Linked DNA regions of Rattus norvegicus: region 1 is linked to region 2. Evidence: chromatin contacts called from public Hi-C data. All regions are on one chromosome and are shown on one strand. The core of a region is the stretch at or near the end of the contact, and the rest is flanking DNA. Distances in the headings are between cores, read along the strand shown.

Region 1 (3,498 bases), core at 677-3,176, 95 kb after region 2:
TTGAGTAGGTTTTATTTAAGTTATTGTTTATATTATGATAACATCTGTCTAAGTGTTTATCTTCAGGGAAACAAACTAAAATTCATCATGATTAATGAAATGTTTGTGTTTTTGTTACTTTCTTTGCTACTATGACCAATTTATGACAACATGGGACCTAAAATGAATGAAGTATTTGTTATGCCTTAGACTGACAGATATATAGCTCATCACACAGGAAAAAGAACGGCAGAATGCATATTCTGGTCATACTGCATCCACAGCCCCAAAGCAGAGGGTAGACAAGAAGTGAAGCCAGGAGATAACATGTCAAGGTTGTTCTACTTCTAAGGTTCCGTAACCTTCCCAAACATTGCCACCAGCTAGAGACCAAATGTTCAAACACTACTGCCTATAGGGAACATCTTACATCTAAATCAAAGCAGTTATTAAGGAGATTACTAGATGTACCACAGAGAGAGACACATCGTTGTTGATTTAAATAAAAGTTTGAAATTGCTCAAAGGGATTTTGAGTAAATAGGAAAAGAAATCAAGAAATATCTTAGCCAATTGAGATATGAGTACAGTGCTTAACACCTACTCTAGAAAGATTGGGCAACAGTTGCTTAAATAATTGGAAAATGGCAGAAAGTTTGTCCAGAGACACTACGTCATCCTGGGAGATGATGGGAAAGAAATTGCTCATGTATTCAAAGAACATATGCCCACGTAGATGATGATGCATGCTGTGCTTGTATTGATGCATACAGAACTCCTCCTTCCAGGAATGCTGACCTACTCCTAAACAGTGTGTGTGTGTGTGTGTGGTGTGTGTGTGTGTGTGTGTGTGTGTGTGTGTGTGTGTGTGTGTGCGTGTGCACGCGTGTGCACGTGAGCATGTGCGGGTATGCACTCTCCTGTGTTCTAATGTACACACAAAATACCTGGAAATATATGTATAGAACATTTAATGATAGTTAATAATGGCTTCTTCTGGAAATCTGGAGAGTAGGATTTTGGAAGCAGATGGTCTGTGGGAAGAGTGAGGAACTTTTAAATTTTTTTTCCAAGAAGAATGTATCACTTATATAATTTAGATTTAAAATCAATTTTCAATAAATGCGTCCAAGCAGAAGCATGGGTTATAACTTCCCTTCTTGGCTTGTAGCAGATAACACTGCAGAGTGTTTTGTCATGGCAAGCTTTTCTCTGTTCTCTTTCTGAAAATGACACAATGAAGTTGTGGGTCGTAAGTATTCATTTCAACATGGAATGGTTATAAAATGTCAAACCCTTTCACTTTTCCTTTACATTATTTAACTCTAAAAATTTCCAGGTCCTAAAATAAGATAAACTTCTCTCCTGAGTTTATGTACCTTTGACATATTAAATGTACCACAGCCATCTGAGACTGGTGTATCTAAAGGTGGATATCAAAACCGTGTTTGTGATAATCATTTTTCTTCTCGTACTATCACAGAGCAATCCCAGGAAATGTTCTTTCATGATTAAAGCAAATCATTGCTTGGGAAAAAAATGAACCATTTTCAGTTAACTCTGCTACCGGCAAGTGCCAAATGCATTTGAAGACAGAATGTTTCACACTAGGGAAAGTAAAGTGCAGCACTAAAAAGCAGCCGGGAGATTACCGAGACAATCTACACACACACTCAGAGAGAGAGAGAGAGAGAGAGAGAGAGAGAGAGAGAGAGAGAGAAAGTGTGGGTAGGATGTACATGTTTATTCAGGGCAAAACTACCACCAGTGTTAAGAGCTTAACTTTATAGGCAACAAAACATGCCCCAAAGAATAGTTAAGAACCAAAGAAAACAGAAGGAAAATATGCATGGCTCTCAACTGTCAACACAAGCAGTTGGGTAACTATATTGATCGTTATCTAAAAGCCTTGAAGCATATTCTATTTCAATGGTTTTCTGCTGTGGCAAGGATTACAATTCCTACCAGAAAACATAATTTGCCCTTGAACTACTGTGTGTTGGAGGCTGTATCAACACACAATTCAGTATTACTATCTCAGCAGTAAGAATCCCTGGCTAAGGAGACCAGAGAACACACAGGCACAAACTCAGGGTCCAGCTTATGTTTATGGAGAAATGGTAATGGCAGAAAGACTCCTTTCTTCCTTGCCTAAATTCCTTTCACTTTAATTATTACTAAGCAAGCACATGCTGGATATTGGAAGAACCAAGGAGAGAAGGAGAAACATTATATCTGTTTTATGGTTGTTACTAATTGTAACTCTAAAAATTACCTCTTCTTTGTCCTCCCTTTTATTATAAAAGCATGCATTAATGCTGGAAGCAGAGCATTATCTCATTCTGGAACTTAAAAAGCCAACCAAGCTTATTGATAACTGTAGTAAGAATCTTGGGCCCCACCCATATGTCCAAATCACTTGTCATATGGTCAATGCATAAAACAATAAGAAAAGTGTTGTTGCTAGATAGAGTTGGGTATCAACAGGATTGAAAGTCATTAAGAACTGACCCTCTCTCATAACTAGCTTGTGAAGCAGCAACTAAAACAAATGGTCAGCCTCTGAATGCTGGTCAGAACAATGGGATCTGAGTTAAACCTGGGGCCATGGGTGAAGGCATGACATCCTGAACTGCCTAAAAGATCTTAAGGTTGCTATTTAGCTGGAAGCTTTTCTGGTAAAGAGCAGAGATGTACAGCTAAACCCCTGGAAGAGTTAATCCAAGTGGTCTTCTGAATTATGTGGTCAGGAAAGTTCTCAAAGGGGAAGCTGTCTGTTCCACAGACTTTTTAAACAGTACAAAGCCTATGTAAATCAAAAGGTTGGTACAACCTCTCTGGTCATTGTCTGCCCTCACCCTTAAAAAGCGCAATATTACCTTGAAATAAACTGCAGGGGTCTGAGCCAATACAAGATTGGCAGAGTAACAAACGTGTGAGTCAAGAAGTAAATCAGATTCAACATGACCCAGGAGCCAGTGTTGGTTCAAACTTCTTGAGTTTGGCCTCAGGCAGTTTATTTTAGGCATATTTAAGTATAGTACAATTTGAAATATGTTTCTCGGTGTAACATAAGTCCATAGGCACAAGGAGGCATCATTGCACTGAAACTTTCTAAAACCACATGTCACTTCTTCTGTGAGAGTGATTTCTATAAACTACCTGTATTATCTTAAGGACTTAGGGGAGGATCTGGTATGATCTCAGTCATACACATAGCATGGAGGTCACCTAGGCTATTAACTATCTCTAGTTCTATATGTGAGAGGCTGGGGAAACCCCTGGCCATACAGATAGTGCAGAGGTCACATAGACTATTAACCACCTCCAGGCCTGCTTGTGGGAGCTTGGGAGAACCAGGTAAGACTGGCTCTACAGATACTCCAAATGTTACCTAGGCTATTAACCACCTCCATTCTCAGGTTTCTGGGCAGAAAACTGGTTACACAACCCTTTCTTTGAAGAAACAACCCTATGTATTTAACATTACTGGTCCCCTACCCCCACCCCATGCTCCCCA
Region 2 (3,465 bases), core at 256-2,755:
TTAAATTCTTTCAGTAGCAAAGAGTACTGATTGAATTATTGAGATCCCTACAGATATTTATAGGGCTACTGATAAATCACATTTTAGAGTTTTTTTTGACCCAAACCTCAGCCATAAACTCAAGCAAAGCCAGGTAGCAATGTCCAGTAATGATTTCTTTCTAATCCAAATAGGTCCCTTGTGAATCACCTCAGCCTTGAAAATCCTGCTTATCAAATCAAAATCAAATCATATCAAAACACAGACATAGCTTCACCTGTGTTCAAATCCTTGGAGCAGTCAGGCATGGACTGGGGGGGGAGGAGGTTGGGGGGGACAGGCAGAATGAAGGACTGAATCTTCAGTTAGAAAGAAATCATAAACATAGAATTAAAATCCAACAAAGAGGGTTTTTAATGTCAGTCAAAAGGACAGCAATGATACTTTCTAATTTTATTTAGAAACCCTAGTTTTCTGCATCCATAGAATTCAGAACCAGTTTGAATACGTAGCAAAATCAAAGAAAGGCTCTTTAGTCATACATAGGCACTCTCTTATACTGAGCATTTTACCATGCTTAAATATTTTTCCAGACATCCAAAAAGTAGATAAAGAAATAACTTTTATCAGTGTGAAAAGCATGGCATTAGTATGTACAATGTTATCTAATCAAGTGCCAGACCCGAGTATAGTATATTAAAATAATAGGATGCCAGGCAACAGAACAGAAACTGGCTGTGTAATGCGTGTTCTGCTGAGTCAGAGTTTGTGTCATCCAGACTAATAGTTTATGGAGGACAGTGACTTAACTTTACATTTTAGGACTTATTACAGTGTCCATACAAACTCAGAAATATTTATAAGTAGACTATAACTTCAGTCAGCCTTTCAACCTCTCTCATATAAGAGCATAAATATTTGTATAGATACATACGTATGTATGCACATGTGCATGTCTATGAAAAGATAATGCAGGCACTTATCACACAGTGTTACCTTGAAGATTGAGATAATGCATGCAAATGGCTCACATTATTTAGCTTTTGCCACATAATAAAAGCTCATCAAAAAGTGCATAATAAATTTGTTAATATCAGTGTTTGTTAGTTTCCCAGAGCAGTTGAAACAGTAAATCACAAATTGCATGACTTAAAATAAATACATATTGTTTCGCAGTGCTAGAACCTACAAGTCTAGGATCAAGTATTTACCCAATCATGCTCTCTCTGAAACCCGTAAGAGAAAATTCTTCCTTGGCTCTCTCAACTTCTAGAATTTGCAGGAAATCTTTAGTAATTTTATCATATGCATGTGTGACTCCGATCTCTACCTCTATGCTGTGTGACTTTTCCTAGGGCGAGGAGCAGATGTAGCTTTACCTCAGATAGGGTACCAACAACAGATGGAAGAAATGATTCTATTCACGTCTAACTTGGTGAACCAGCATTTATTGTGGTTAGGTACAAGTGTATGGATGAAAGTTATTTATAATGAGGACGGATGACTCAAAAGCAGCTGCCGCCCTGAAATGCCCACTCCAGCATGGGCGATGACTCATGAAGGCTCCCTGCATAACTTGCCAGCAGCTCAGTGGAAGCTTCCCTTCCTGAAAATTTGTTTATATAACCTTGCTGAGGGGGTCTTGTGATTGTAAGTGTCAGGAGATTGCCGAGAAAGATGTGTTTCCTTACTGCCCTCCTCCCTCCAATGTAGTAAGGACTTCTCTTGGCTCAGGGGAGCTTAACTCTGGGGGCTAAAGTACTGGAAGGTCAAGAGTCACCAAAGCTGTCCCTAGTCAATGGATCTCAAGTTTGTTGTCACACACTAATGAGGAAAAAAATATGCAGACAAAAGAGTAAAGTAACTCTAGTAAGAAGGCTCCCCAGAGTGGATGGAGTCCCAAACAGGAAACACCACAAAGAAAGCTACTGGTCCTGGGGCTTTCCTGAGCCATATTACAGAAAACTGAACACAAATTGAGGTCATTTCTTTTTAGATAGTTAACTCCTTGGGCATATACTGAGGTAAGCTAAAGAAGGCTCACATGACCTATGCCTTTCTCTCCCTATCAGGATGATGAGAATGTGCTACTAGGACATGGTCATGTGTTGTGGTCACCTGTCTACTTTTGTTTTGACCTTGGCTTGTCACACCAGATACTGACCTTGGCTGGTTGGATACCCATTAAGTAAATCATGATCTCTTTCTTCTTACTCGTATGTAACCAGCTTGTAGATTGCTATGGACCCTTGTCTTAAAGCCTACAGAAAATTAATTCTTAGTTGCAATTACTAAGATGAAGCCACAGTCTTTCTTGGTCACTTAATGTTTAGCTTACTGTCTACAGGGTGGTCTCTCCCCCATAACATAGAAAGGGCTTTTAGAATATGTCCTTGCTTGCAGTTCATTTCTTTATACTAAGTTAGGGTCCTTCCTTGGAGTCAGTTACAGTCTGTTGATACTGCCTTTATTCAACTAGAGGCACATCCTTTTATTCTGGCCAGTATTGCTATGTCATACCCCCCTGCAGGTCCTCTTACTTAATACCCTCAGGGCTCTCATCCTCGCAGATTTAAACCTAATACCCCTTTTACCTTAAACATGTATTTTCAAGATAATACTTCCAAGAGACAATGTTTCAGTTGAAGGAAATTGTTGGAAAATACCCAATCAGCACTTTTCTCTGTGTCTCACGACTTCCTGATGAATCGATCTAAACTTCATGGCCTTTGAGAAACTCCTATTTCTAAAAAATCCACACTCCTAGGCTCAGTGAATAGGATTTAAATATATCTTTTCAGAGAGACAATTCAACCCACACTGACTGAAACTGAAGCTCTCGATGCCTAAAGATTTGCAGGGTGATTCAAGAGACCGTTCTCTAGGAGTTTTCTATGGAGTCTATGCATAATCCCCCAAGATTACACAATAACTACTATTCTTTGTTGACTTCAAAGGAAAGAATTAAGACTCTATGTAGCCTGCATTCCCATTTGACCAGGTGTCCTCTTTGTCAATTCCAGTGCTATCTTCTATTACAGTGTGGAAACATTGTGTTCTGCATGAGACTCGTATGTTTAAGGATTCCCGAAAGTGTTTGGGATAATGAAAGCTGTCTTGCTGAATCTTGCACTACTAACAGAAAAGGATTATTTTAACCCTTGGGTTTGTATTGATTTTAGTTCATCCTGGACGAAAGGCATGGTGGTAGAAATGCCTCCATCTATGGTTTGGGGATTTATGGTAGAAGAGGAAAACAGAGAAATCAAAAGAGAGGTAACTATGTATAGTTTTCAAAGGTTTGACCTACTCTAGCTAGGCCCCTACCTCCTAAATGCTTTACAGCCCTCAAAATAGAGCATTCAAAATGTGAGACCATGGGAAATATTGTAGTTTTAATTTGTAACAAGGGTTCTGGTCTAATAAATTGTCCAGATATATTGATAGATTCATGATGTGCACATGAATTACTGGGGAGTGGTCCAA

The links. A called contact is a pair of places that touch in the nucleus more often than the background predicts.
Region 1: a Hi-C map of frontal cortex shows a contact between it and region 2, with 1.6 times the contacts expected there. The contact joins two enhancer-like sites.

What each region holds. Positions count from the first base shown.
Region 1 is chr6:66,725,610-66,729,107 of GRCr8, forward strand. No RefSeq gene overlaps it. Among named protein-coding and RNA genes, the nearest start is that of Dnajb9, 270 kb to the right of the region's middle. Within about 2 kb of position 1,927, at least 2 of the 93 cell types and tissues checked have an H3K27ac peak or open chromatin away from gene starts, as enhancers often do.
Region 2 is chr6:66,630,831-66,634,295 of GRCr8, forward strand. No RefSeq gene overlaps it. Among named protein-coding and RNA genes, the nearest start is that of Dnajb9, 370 kb to the right of the region's middle. Within about 2 kb of position 1,506, at least 19 of the 93 cell types and tissues checked have an H3K27ac peak or open chromatin away from gene starts, as enhancers often do.